Linked DNA regions of Zea mays: region 1 is linked to region 2. The links are chromatin contacts, called in public Hi-C maps. All regions are on one chromosome and are shown on one strand. The core of a region is the stretch at or near the end of the contact, and the rest is flanking DNA. Distances in the headings are between cores, read along the strand shown. Region 1 holds the start of LOC100383575. Region 2 holds the start of LOC103650707 (sporulation-specific protein 15).

Region 1 (6,720 bases), core at 588-3,087, 240 kb after region 2:
ACTTTCCCGAAAGGGGCGAGTTTGAGTCTGCGTTTCCTGGTGCACCGGACAGGTACTGTTTACTGTCCGGTGGCACACCGGACAGTCCGGTGCGCCAGACCAGGGGTGCCTTCGGTTGCCCCTTTGCTCCTTTTATCTTGACTCTTGTCTTGTTCTTTTTATTGGTTTTATGTTGAATCTTAGGCACCTGTAGAACATATGATCTAGAGCAAACTAATTAGTCCAATTGTTTGTGTTGGACATTCAATCACCAAAATCATTTAGGAAAAGGTTTAAAGCCTATTTCCCTTTCACCTACACGCAGCACGAAACCCTTCTATACAAGGCTCAAGTGCACAGAAAAATCTATGGAAGTACACCTTTTCATCTACAACTTGGGTGTCTATCTCCACCACACTATTAGGGGCTTTTATCAAAATTTCTTCCTTCCACCTATACAACATACTGAAACTATCATCCCAATTGCCATATATCTCTTTTAAAGCTTCCTGCATTCCTTTCCAAGTCACATCATAACTGACCCTATAGTTGTAAGTGTCTTGTAACCTCTTTTGCAAAGCCTTCTGAGCTACCCAAGCTTGATTGGCATTCCCATAACTTATCCGGCTGCTTGAAGCACATTTATGCTAATTCACTAAGACAACAACCTTCAAAACAAAATAACGATGTAAGTAACACCAACTTATGTGAACTAAATTATACAATTGGAGAGAAACAGAAGAAAAGGTTAGTACCATAACACTAGAATCCGGTCTTGTAGAACCATTCAGTTTCCAAGGGCATGTGCAATCATTCCCTTTGCAGTACACTCTATATCTATTTCTATCCGACTTTGTTATTCCAAGCTCAAACTCCTCATTTATAGCATATTGCCTCACAGCTAGTCTAAACTCTTTCATCGATGGATATAGAGTACCCAACTTCAGATCAGGGTGATCATCATCGTGCAATATGTTGACCATTTCTGCATTTTCATCATCAACTGGCATGGCAGCATCTAGATCACTTGGATCAAAACTATTACTTTCCGATTTAAAATGAGATGCAAAGTTACTTGGTTCTAGGTGGGTTCGATTCATCTCCTCATCCTCATCTCCAAGTCCCAAGAACACATACATCTCATCCTCATCACAGATTCTAAACATATCACCCTGATCCCCATTATCCTTATTTTCAGCATTCTCAATAATAAAGCTACTTCAGTCAATAGACATGGTGTCATCATCATTACCATCCATGATGCGAACACGCAATTATCACCACCTATTTCTAGTGTTAGCACAAATTATTACACATAATGATGAAACAGATGCTGCAAAATAAGGTGCTGCCACAAGAGCTGCGACAGAGGGGAGGGGATATGTTACCTGCAGAAGGAAGTGGCGCGACAGGATATCACAGGCTTGGACGACCCCCTATTTCCACCAGCTCGACGCCGGCTCACATCCGTCTGTGTAGGAAGAGAAAAGGTTACAGAGTGTAGGGAAAGGGCAAGAGAAAGGATACAGAGGGAAATGGGAAGATCACCTGAAAAGGGAAGAAGGTCGTCGTCAACGTCGCCGATGTGCCGCAGCGAAGAAAGGGTTCGCCGTTGAGTGTGGCCGCGTCGTCCAGAGAAAAGAGGCAGAGAAGAGAAGAAAGGAAATGGAGAGATGAGACGGGAGGAGACGGCGTTGCGTTCAGGCGTAAGAGCAAAAGCGGCACATAAAGACACGGGCCTACCTGCCAGAAACACCAAAAGCCTTCCTGATCCGTTTTGAAGAGCAACCATGTTTGAGTAACCCGCCGGCCTCCCAACAGTGTATTTTGAAGAACGACGACTAGAGTGACCTGTTTTGACAAATTTCTCGGCTGGGCGTGGGCGGGTTTCTGATGTTGGGTTGGGAAGAGAAGAGATAGCTCGTCCTCAGCATCCGCCTTCCTCCTCGGCGGCCATGCTGCTCCGCCTCCGCCCGCCGCGGCACCCGTCCACCGCGGCGGCCACAACCCTCTCTTCCTTCCTCCCCTCCACTTCCTTCCGCCGACTCATCCCCTTGCCGCGCTGGCGCCCCCCTCCGCGCCGCCGCCTCTCCGCCGCCGCCAAGGGTAAAGCTCTTTTTCACAGCTTTGACTGATGCTGGCGAGAAACGGAGAAGAGGTGCTTACTGCCAAATTTCTTCTGTGGTGCTAGATTCGATCGGCCGGTTGGATCCGCGCCAGGAGCGGTACGACGTCATTGTGGTCGGAGGCGGCCATGCCGGATGCGAGGCCGCCCTTGCTTCGGCTCGCCTCGGCGCGCGCACCCTGCTTCTTACGCTCAACATTGACCGGATTGCGTGGCAGGTCTGCGCTGAGCTAACTTTGCCCCGATGGTAGATATTCTAGTCAAGTTCATGACTGAAATTACTTGAACATTGACTCCTGATGCCACATAATAAAAATCATGTCCCTTATATGAAGAATCGATCCATCAAACCCTGCAGTGTAGAAATTTAGCAATGTGAAATCTCACCTGTGATAGCATTTTTGTAGGGCACAGATTCTGTTCCAAGGTATGAATGGACAATAGAAACTGAAGAGATGGTTTTTGATTATTATGTTGCATATCTTAGTATGCTATAGCCTATAACTATAAGGAAACATTCTTTGTCAATGAATTCCATTTAAATTTTAGTATTAGAAGTGTGGTTCTGCTTCAACTCATCTTCTGCCCTACCCAGCCTTGTAACCCTGCTGTTGGTGGCCCTGCGAAGTCTCAACTTGTCCATGAGGTAGATGCCCTTGGTGGTGAAATTGGAAAAATTACTGATAGGTACGAGTTCAAACGTCTTGTTGTCTGGAGAATGAGTTTCTCTGAGTGCAAATGGCTGAGAGTCCAGATTTTGATTGCTAGTTAATCAACAAAGATATCTTAGCATACTGATTGCATCTTCTTCTGATAGGTGCTACTTGCAAAAGCGTGTACTGAACAGCTCAAAAGGCCCTGCTGTACGTGCACTGCGTGCTCAGACTGATAAGAGAGAGTATGCAATAGAGATGAAGAACAGTGTGGAAAGGTCAGTGTATACTAAGTTGCTAACTTTACTTGGATTTGTAATCTTGTCTGGCGCCTCCATAAGTGGTTAGTGCTACATAATTTCTGAATATGTTTCGTTTAGCTGACCTCATTTAAGTTATGTTAATTTGATCATCATTTCAGAGCTTCTTAGGTTGTACTCACAAAATTGTGATCTTTGGTTTAAACTATATCAAACATGACACCTTCTCAAAATTTGGCACCAGATATTGTTGTTACTGTATTAAGACCATGGTTCTGCATGACTAGTCTTAAGTTCTCAATGTAGTAAAAAACACTCAAGGTAGATGTAAATATTTTAATCTTCTGACATAAGAGTTTAGCATTTTTTTCTGCTTGCCAACTTTTGTCATGCTTTGCTGATATTTCTTATCGTTGATCGCATGTATTGTGATAGATTTCACATTGCTTATTGACTATTTTGTGTATTATGCTTCAGCACAGAAAACCTTTTCATTAGAGAAGCAATGGCTACAGAGGTTTTAATTGGAAAAAATGACAGCATTGAGGGTGTTCGCACTTTCTTCGGCATGGACTTTTATGCACCATCTGTTGTACTTACCACCGGAACATTCATGAGTGGTAAGATTTGGGTTGGTAGGACATCAATGCCTGCTGGGCGAGCTGGAGAGTCAGCTTCTCATGGACTAACTGAAAACTTGCAGTTTCTGGGTTTTGAAACTGACCGCTTGAAAACCGGTACACCACCACGAATTGATCGCAGAACAGTTGATTTTTCTGGATTGGAACCCCAGCATGGTGATGAAGAGGTATATAGTACAGAACAGAATTTTCCCACTTATATTGAGAAATGCATATTCAATAATGCAATAGCTTTTCATTACTGTCTTTTCTATTCATTTTGATTTGCATTGTATAATGCATGTCAAAGCAAAGAACAAGATAAGTACTTTCAAATTAAATGCTGCAATTCTGTATCAAGTATTCCCTCTAGTTCTGTAGTTCTTGTCGCCCAAAATATAACTTTGACTATGTTTTATTATTACAGCATATACAACAAAATAGCAAATATGTCAGTTTCTTAAAGTACTTTGCAAGACTAATCTGTATATGTTGTCTTAGTATCTTCAAATTCAAACTAAATATTTGAAAATTTATTGATAGCCGAAGCTCTAAAATTTTGACCTCTAACATTGTCCAAACTGACAATAATTGTGGAGGCGGAGGGAGCAGCTAGATATAGCAGCATCGTGCTTTTGAAATGGTCCAGTTATAGTGGTTTCTCTCTAATTGGTTTCTGTAGTTTATAAATCTTATAAGAAATTATGCCATGAAGAGTGTTCCTTGCATGTGTAAGATCAAAAGAAGCCTTGAATTAAGTACACTGGCAAACTTACAGAGAATAATCAATATGAGTTCACTAGCTGTTCCCACCATTTCGACTACACGGAGGTGTATTCTCCCACAGGAGTTTTATGACATTTCCTGCATCTAGTATATGCTGTAAACCTTGCAGGTCCATATGGTAAAGGAAATCAGTTGCATTTTTAGAATGTAGGGCTTGTCAGGATGGTTAAGCTTGAAGTTCAAGTTACTTTTGTGTTACACATTTTTGGGGGGATAAAAGGATGGTTCCTCTTGAAACAGGTAGGTTGGTTTAGTTTTGATCCTGAATTTCACGTCGAGAGAGAACAGATGTGCTGCTATCTAACACGAACTACAAAAGAGACGCACCAAATTGTTATCGACAACTTAGATGAAACACCAACTTATGGTGGTTGGGTTGAAGCGAAGGGACCAAGATACTGCCCGTCAATTGAAGACAAGGTAATGTATAATGGACCTTGTTGGTTTGTTACATGGCAAACTTCTTTTATTTTGATTATTGGATTGCCAACAGAACTTGTATTTTTTCTTGCAAAAAATTAAGTACTATACCTACAACGACTGATGTACCCACTAACCCTTGTTGCAGATTGTAAGGTTCAAAGATAAAGAGTCTCATCAGATCTTTCTTGAACCTGAGGGTAGAAATGTTCCTGAACTATATCTACAGGTATGTTCCTCCTTCCCTATCTCCATTCGCGATTCTCCCCTTCTTTGGTCAACATTGGCATATATTGTGCTTCTTTTCTGCTTGTCCCCATTTGTTTGTGAAAGTAATGTCTGTGTAATATTGCTCAACCAAACCCTTCTTTTTAAGATGAGAAACCTACTAATTATGATTATTTATACATCTTCATTAGGGCTTTTCTACTGGGCTTCCTGAGAGATTGCAATTGTCCCTTGTGCGAACTATACCAGGGCTGGAGAACTGTCTAATGCTAAGACCTGCATATGCAGTTGAATATGATTACTTACCCGCATATCAATGCTCAAGATCACTTATGACAAAGAAGATTGAGGGTTTATTCTTCTCTGGCCAGATAAATGGAACAACGGGATACGAAGAAGCTGCAGCTCAGGTTTATTCATTGTTCTGCTTGTTCTTCATTAGCTAATTGCAGTTTGTATGGTTGGTTGGACTAGATTTGCTGGATCTTAAACTTGCTGATTGCTGTATATAGGGTATAATTTCTGGAATCAATGCAGCTAGGCATTCTGATGGGAAATCATTAATTATTCTTGAGAGGGAAAGCAGTTATATAGGAACTCTTATTGATGATCTTGTTACAAAAGATCTTAGAGAGCCCTATCGCATGCTAACAAGGTATGGAATTTTAGTATAAGACATTTTTATTATTGATGCTTAAATTACTGGCGTTGAAAATACCTTTTTTTACTTCTACTTCTACAATATATAGTAAGCCTGAGCAGTGTTATGTAATATTTGTGTTATTTAGTTAATAGCTGAGTTTATCCTTTAAGAGGAAGTATTAGGTGCACAACTGGACAAGAGTATATTGGTGCACATGTGCATAAACTCAATCTCATCCCTCAGATCCAATTTGAGTGACCCAAGTGAGAGGTGGGAATTCCCTCATCCTCTTCTCCACCTTTTTACTGGACTAGATTCAGTTACGAGAGGGGATGAGAGAACTCCCACCTTAACTTTGGGCCACTTGGATCGGATGAATGGGATAATGTTAATGATTGTGAATTCCTGTAGGCTACAGATACACATGGTTTTATTTCGGTAACACAAAATTACATGCTGAGTTCTTTGAGTTTTTATGCTGTCTAGTGTCTAATCAAATATGACTAAACTCCCCCCCCCTTTTTTCCTTTGTTTTTGTTGGGACATTTATGGACATCCAGCCGTTCAGAACACCGGCTATTGCTTCGATCAGATAATGCTGATAGTCGTTTGACCCCTTTGGGACGAGAGATTGGTTTAATAGATGATAGACGTTGGGAGCTTTATCAGTCAAAGCAAGCCCGCATTAAGCAAGAGAAAGAACGGTTGAGATCTACAAAAGTTCCAGGTGAGCATCATATGTTTTCTTAGCTATAAGGACATACCTTTGACATATATTTAGGTGTCCTTGAATGCATGCTTTTAGATTTTGATGCAAAATTTACATAAAAGTATTTAGACTTTATCATGGAACTACATAAGTAGATGTGTAATGACATTTAAGAGTTATGGTAACATATAATTAGAAAGATAAATGATCTTATAGATTTATTGAAGAAAATTGATACCTTAATTGACAAGAAAGGGAGGAGCCAATATTTTTTTTTATACATCAGTGGCCAATGTT
Region 2 (7,317 bases), core at 3,831-6,330:
TCATTCATATTATTCACCAACCTTATCAGTGCCAATGTCTGATGAGGCCGCAGCAACTTCAACAGGATCATGACTTCTTTGGTTCAATAACTGCTGAGAGCTTCTAGTGCCAGTTTCTCTTTGCTGCTCAAATTCTCTGTAGCAAACAAGAATTTATAAGGGTTAGGAACAATAACTTATTTTGCAGAAGAAATATATATATTGTTGCATGGCAACCAAACCTGAAACCAGTTTTTGTAGTGAGAAGTTGTGCTGTGATCTGAAATGATTTTATCAAAGAACCACGTCAGAGAGAAAAAAAAAATAGCTGCTATCCCCACAAAACAGAGAACAAAACTGTTGAACTACTCATCATGGCATAATGCCAGCTTCTGATGACTCCTTTTATACTAAAATAAACGTTTTTAAGATACATACATGTAACAGTGTCCCGAAGTCAGAACCACGAAGAGGAAGTGCTATTGAAGTCGGCTTCAGTGCTTCTGCGAATTCAGCAAGATTGACATCAACCTCACCAAGAATACTAGACCGTGACGTCCCCTGTTATTTCCATTAATATGGTGAAAGACGGTTAACATCAGTTATTAGTAAATTATTCGTTCTTCCGGTGCTTTTTTTACAGAAATCAGCACCTTAACTTAAAAGAATATTGGGAGAGACAGAGCGAGACAAAGATCAGGATTAAACAATTTCTGGAACACACCATGGCCACAACAAGCTTATATAGCTTGTCATCGTATGTCTTAGTCCGAGGATCCTGAAGAAGCCGTGTTGCTTCATAGATGGGATCCGGCCATTTGCAACTTCCGTTCCTGACATTTGCCTTATTTGTTTTTGCACTCACCTTTCCCGTATCAGCAGAGATGAAGGACAAAAATAATTTGTCCCATCCTGTTGATGGAATCTGCAACCAAAATTATTAGTGTGACAGATTAACCAAGACTGTTAAGAGAAACAAGTAAAAATGCTCACACATACTGCACAAGCAAATCTAGTAACAAATAAAATACAATTTGCTAAAAGAAAATTTCCTGCGAACAACCAAGAGAAGAAGAAACAATAGAATTAAAGTAAATGTATAAGAACTCACATTTGTGGCATGGAATTGCAGCCGGAATACAACCTTAACTTTAGTCTTTTCGATCTTCCATTTTGGTACCCTTGACATTGCGATAGTATAATGATAGCTCCCAGAAAAGGTTTGCAGTTCAAACGTCTCTCAAGGTTAGGAGTAGCATTCTTTTTTTGACTGAAAGCAAAGGCAACACAAACTTCTTCACATCAATGAATGTAATTCATTTCCCTTTACACACAAAAAAGGGTAAAATTCACACAGCAAACCAGAAACAATCAAACACACACCATACTATGAGTCTATGACAATGAACAAAAACATTAAAAAAAAGATGAAGCAATAACAATAACTGCCATATTCACAGTATAAACTAATGTGAATATCTGGAAAAAACACCAACGAAAGCCATGAAACACAAATGGCTGGTAAATTTCTATACATCAGTAAAAAATTATGTTGATATTTGTACACCCCTTCCAGTTTCATATCAGTCCATGAAAAAGGCCAGTTTATCAACAGTGCAGTTCATCCATTCAAGAGTAAAGCATGATATAAAATCAGAAAAGAATCAATAGAAGAACCACTTTATGAAAATCTACGTACACTGAAGGCATGTCTAGTACCGCTCTCAAAACCAATTTCCCCATGAGAATCTGAGAACAATGTCAAGTTGCGCTATATGCCTATATCAATTAGCTCCTGGTAGGAATTAAGTGGAGCCAGTGCCGGAGCCACAGCCTGGCGAGCCTGGGCACGTGCCCGGGCTCCGCCGTTTGCTGCTTCATGACGGACGCATGGAGTTGGAGCTCGAGGAGAAACCAGTACGGAGACATCACATATGGAGCTCGAAGAGGAACCAGTAGGCATGTGCTGCTTTTGGAGGAGCTGGTGCTCATTTTCACTCCTTTTGGAGGAGCTGGTGTTCGGCTTCACGGTGGCGTTGGAGCTTGCAGGCCTCGATTTCGTGTGGCGGATGATGTTGTGGCCGCCGAAACTGATGTTGAGGAGCTGACGCTTACGCTGTAGGTCACGCTTTATCACGTTCATTGGCTAGCTCTCAATGCAGCTATGGTGGGCGTCCTTTGCTTGGACACGGTCCTTGAAAATGGTGCTAGATCGGAGGGGGGCTGACCGATGGCTAACCATATTTTAGGCAGAGTTTAAATTATGGCAGGATGGATTAGGATTGCACGGCAGCCTGTGATGCCCAGGCTTCCATTAAAGCCTAGCTCCACCACTCCCCCCCCCCCACTCACTCAGAAGCCCCCAATAACCTCTCTCTGCTATACCGCTATGCCCAACTCCTCTAGGTTCTCGCTCTTGACATGGGTGATTAGGTTTTCCCTGCTGGCTGCTGCCCACCACCCCTCTCACCCACTCCGCTTAGCCACTCCTCACTGTTTCCCATACCCTTTTAGACAGCTGGACGCACACACCAACACACGAGGCTGTTAGCATGCATCGTTCAGAGACAGACACCATCAACCAAAGTCACTAGTCCACTTCCATCGCCCAGCTCCTCCATGTGAGGCCCAATGCATCTACATCCCCCTCCTTAGATCTGAAACTTGGATGTTTGGTTTTACATGTCCTCACTAGATGTATGATTTTCCCCCTTGTCAATAACGTGTGAAGGATATATGCAGCTGGCAATGGTCACTGGATAGGATAAAATAGTCAGTAACGTGTTTATTGCGAACTTTATCCAAAAGGGTAATCTAAGAATAAAATTGGTGCTATATTGAACATCTTATCTTATAATATTTGCAATATTGGATTAAGCCGAATGCACTATTACACCTAACTGAACAAAACTAGGCTTAGGTTTCAAGCACCTAGAAAGTTTCCTGCCCAATAAAATTCAGTATTACAAGCAGCTCTCATGGTGTAATATAATCATATAAGAGGTTCGAGGGTACACATGAAAGCCATCAGAAAAGATTTCCATGAGTGCCTGTGTAGCTCCTACATAGGCTCGCTTAAGGACTAGTGGATCCTGGATACGCCACAAAGCCTAGAGTGTTAGCGATATTATTGTGTTGTATTGCAAAGTACAATCTTCCATAGTTAACCACATATATCAACAGGAAAAGACATGTGGTCGACCTTCAGAAGACAATGAAATAAGGTCTGATATCAGCAGACTCACTACTAGCAGAACTGACTTACCACACCCCAAGAAAAAGGATCTAGATGATTCTAAGACAAACAACACCCTCTGTCCTCGTACACAAGCTAGCATTCTTACACTGGGAAGTTGATGTGCATAGACCCAAAAAAACTAAGCATCAGTGACTTGGCTGGCTCAGATCCAACCAGAAGAAATTGACAAACCAAGAGTACCGTTATTACCAGCAAAGCTCCCACTGTCAAAAAGAAGAAAAAAGAATCCAATTCTGTCCAGAAGCTCAGATGTTTCAGTGAAGAATCATAAAAAAGTTGTGCTTTAAAAAATGTCATGCCTGGCTAATAATAACCCATTAAAGCATAAGCGTCGAACCAAAGGATCCACTGAATCATCAGCAAAATATTGGAAACTCAATGTTAGCTCGAAAATGCTCTCGTCTTTCAACTAAAGATATACCGTCTAAGGGCCCACCCATCAGCATTGTACATATGACCAACCAAAAGCATTTCCAGCTAACAACAAAAGCTCTATTTAATCAACTCAGATCCACCAAACCCTCAAAAAAGCCAAGGCAGGCTTCCAATTTACATCTCACGCAGGGCCCAGAACCAATGCACCACTACAGGATTGAATGCTACGACTGCAGCATCCCAAAATGCAGATGTTTTTAATGTGGAGACAGCTTTTGGTACAAGAAAATTTTGGCCACGACTTTTGGGGCTTTGCCCTCAATATTGATCAGGGATGCACATCGGACAAGGGTGGCTTTGACAAACCAAATTCTACGGATCCTAAAAAGAGAACACTCGCCCCAAATAAACTATCCACTTTGACAGCTGACAATTGCTGGGAGAAGCCCGCACCTTGTTTGCATCGAACAGCTCCCCAACAGTACACCTGCCAACAATCCCTTGTCCAAAACGCTATAAGATTTCACGAAAATAAAATGTACGCAGCGCATTCAGATCCACCGGACATAGCAGCAGACCCCAGTCATTTAGAAATTTTCTCACCCTGCTAATGGCAACCACGAAGTCTCGAATTTTTGTTCCAAGGATCCAGAGAGCGCAACGGGGCGGTCGCCGGAGGTAACGCCGCACCCCTCGAAACATGGAGCATTTGGCAGGGAAGAAGAGATTTGCGCGGAAATATCGACGGATCCAAAAGCATCCGCCCCCGCTCTGGGGCTGCGAGGAGGAAGGAGTAGCCTCGGTCCCCATCGATCTCACCAGGGGAAAGGAAAGGAAAGGAAAGGAGAAGGGAGGAAAAGCAGAGCATTCGTGCAAACCTTGGCTTTCGGAAGATCAGCTTCGCCCTTCTTCCTTTCTTGAACTCAGTACAGCAAGCGAGACAGCTCTGCCGCGCTGGAGCATGCCGGCGGCGCGAACGCAGTCGCCTCCGCCGCGGCGCCTAGCGCTGATAGCTCGGGTTTAAAGGAGTGGTTGGGGAGGCGAGAGAGAGATTACTGGAGCAGACAAGACAAGGCAAGGCAAGTACTTTGAACTGCTTGGGGGGTTGGTGTTAGTGTTAGCAGCAAGCAATGAGCCAATGACCTGAGAACGGGAGACTGGGAGAGAGAGAAGGACGTAAGACAGACCGCCAAAGCCAGCCGATATTAGCGCCGTTGGTTGGGTTGCTTACCGGGGCAGGCAGGTTAGGGAGGGGGAGGGGAGGGGAGCACCGGAGCAAGCGAGTAGCACAATCATTGATGATTGATTATCGCTTCATTGATGGGCAAGCTGGGTGCAGCGTTGAAGGGAGGAGCAGAAACGGATCTGGTGAAGGGAGGAGAAAAGGGGCAGCGGATTCACCTAAGCTGACGACGGCGGAGGTCCTCACCACGGCTACGGGATGGAGCTCAGTGTGGCCATTTGGGTTAGCCCGAAAATTCGGATCGGGTTTTTTTGGGCTTTCTAAATTTCGGGTTTCTAGAAATGATACTCGAAGGCAGTGTGACTATATTGTATACCCGTTAATTTGGGTACCCGAATTTTTTGGGTTTAGGTTTGGGTAGCCCATTCTACCCGTTTTCAAACCAATTAGATTAGTGTTCGACACCAAAAAGAGAGGGCGGACGGTCCGGCCCTGAGGCCGGACGATCCGCGCGTGCGCAGAATAGATTAGGGTTCCGAGTTTTTTGCTGTGTTTGTTGGCTAGATTCTCGGAATTAGCTGGTGAAGTTTGTTTGTAAAGGGTCCAGCCCTCCTCCTCTATAAATAGAGAGGTATACGGCCGATTTGTAATCAGCAATCGAATCAATACAACTTCTATTTCGCATTTATTTTCGGTACAATTAGGAGTAGTTCTAGTCTAGTTCTAGTTTAGCCTCTCGATCTCCAAATTCTCCGCCTCTCTTCGACTCTACGTCGATTAGAGGAGTCTAGGTCGGCCGGCCCGAGCCTAGACAACTCCTAGGATCTCTCCTCCCCGACGGGGTCCTTCCCGGGAGCGAGATCCAGGCGCCGCCGGCGATCTTCCGCCGCCCCTGCGTACGCGCGGACCGTCCGGCCCCAGACCGTCCACCCCTGTGCAGAGAGCACCGCCGCGCCTCGCACTAGGCCGCGGACCGTCCGGCCCCTGCGCGCGGACCGTCCGCCCCTGTGCAGAAGGCACCGCCACGGTTCTTGTTGAGTGTTTGGCGCTCCAAAAAGGCGTCAACATACTTTTTGGCGACTCCGCTGGGGACAGCGAATATAGACACATCAAATCGGCCCTCAATGGCCGGTTCAAAGGATAGCTCTGAAGTTTCCACCAGCAATATCATCACACCGACATGGGAAACCTTGCCGGCTGAAGAATAGCTCCTGTTCGAGGAGCGCCAGGAGCAGCTGATCCAAGAAGCAAAGGCGAAGTTCCTGGCCGACTTCAAAGTGGACAGGAACAACAAAATCGTTCGGCAACGGGCGACAGATCTGGCTTCGCTCCGACCTACTACAATTACCCCCAATGTAAGTAGCACCAACGAACTCCAATCTCTTAAAGCTTACATAGACGAACAGCGAGAACAGTTGCAACGTATCGTAGATGATATACAAAATGATCATGAAAGGCTAGTGCGTGTGCTTGATAAGTCTACTATGGCAAATCTTCCTTCGCACGAGGTTGAATTGATGGAGTACACACATAATTCATCGGCTACAGGTTGTCACGACCAGTCACAACCCCTTTATGGGATGCCGATGGACATGTACCCTAGGCAACGACAGCCTCCCACGCACATCGACGATAAATTTGTCGATCTGCGCATGTCCGGACCGTCCGCACGTGGGCGCGGACCGTCCGGGCCAGCGGCGACCGATCCCATTTTTAGAAGCGAATTACCGAGACCTGCACCCAAGCCGCCACATGCCGTGCAATCCCTAGATAGCCCATTCGGACCGTCTGCATATGGCGCCAGACAGACCGAATATAATGTCGGACGGTCCGGTCACATGGCCGGACAGTCCGCACACGGGGCCAGACAGTCCGCGTATTTAACCGGACGGTCCGGCACAAATTTTTTTTAAGGAGGATGGATATCCAACTCCGTATCCGTCCCAGCTAGACTCCTCATCTCACCATATGACACACCATCACCATAATATAATCTATCAAACCCGTGAGAGTGAGTACTTTCCGGCCCCTAGAGGGCCAGAAAGGAATGGCTAGTCCTATGAACCTCATAGGGCATGCATTAACGCGCCGCAAAACCCAAACCAATGGGGAGGAAAACAACATACCAACATTCAAACAAACTCACCCATATTGGATCAAAGAGCCGGTGGTCTCCCACCGGCTGCCATCGATATAGTAAGGGAGGAAATAGCTGGGGCGTTCCGAGATAAGCTCGGAGTTAGTATAGTCCCCGGGGGGCAGTCATATCGGAGACCTTATGATAGCCAGTTTGACCGGCTCCCATACCCACAAGGGACCAGAATACCTGAATTCGCAAAGTTTTCGGGTGACCAAGAAAAGAGCATGCGTGAGCACATAGACCAGTTCTTAGCACAGTTAGGAGAATTAGCCGACACTGAAGCATTCTGAGTCCGTTTATTTTCATTATCTTTAACAGGAACTGCATTCACATGGTATGCCACGCTCCCTCCTAACTTCATTTTGTCGTGGGGAGATCTAT

Evidence for each region. A called contact is a pair of places that touch in the nucleus more often than the background predicts.
Region 1: a Hi-C map of endosperm shows a contact between it and region 2, with 3 times the contacts expected there. The contact joins the promoter of LOC100383575 here to the promoter of LOC103650707 in region 2. A contact is called at or near these places in 2 of 25 Hi-C or Micro-C datasets (endosperm and leaf).

The regions. Positions count from the first base shown.
Region 1 is chr3:148,808,841-148,815,560 of Zm-B73-REFERENCE-NAM-5.0, forward strand. LOC100383575 reads left to right here and starts at 1,838. Exons shown (of 13, transcript NM_001176223.1): 1 at 1,838-2,085; 2 at 2,171-2,322; 3 at 2,700-2,791; 4 at 2,922-3,035; 5 at 3,495-3,825; 6 at 4,664-4,843; 7 at 4,992-5,072; 8 at 5,263-5,481; 9 at 5,584-5,726; 10 at 6,275-6,441. The coding sequence starts at 1,935.
Region 2 is chr3:148,564,486-148,571,802 of Zm-B73-REFERENCE-NAM-5.0, forward strand. LOC103650707 (sporulation-specific protein 15) reads right to left here and starts at 5,081. Exons shown (of 11, transcript XM_008676274.3): 1 at 4,492-5,081; 2 at 1,091-1,249; 3 at 704-904; 4 at 418-540; 5 at 222-259; 6 at 22-136. The coding sequence starts at 1,168.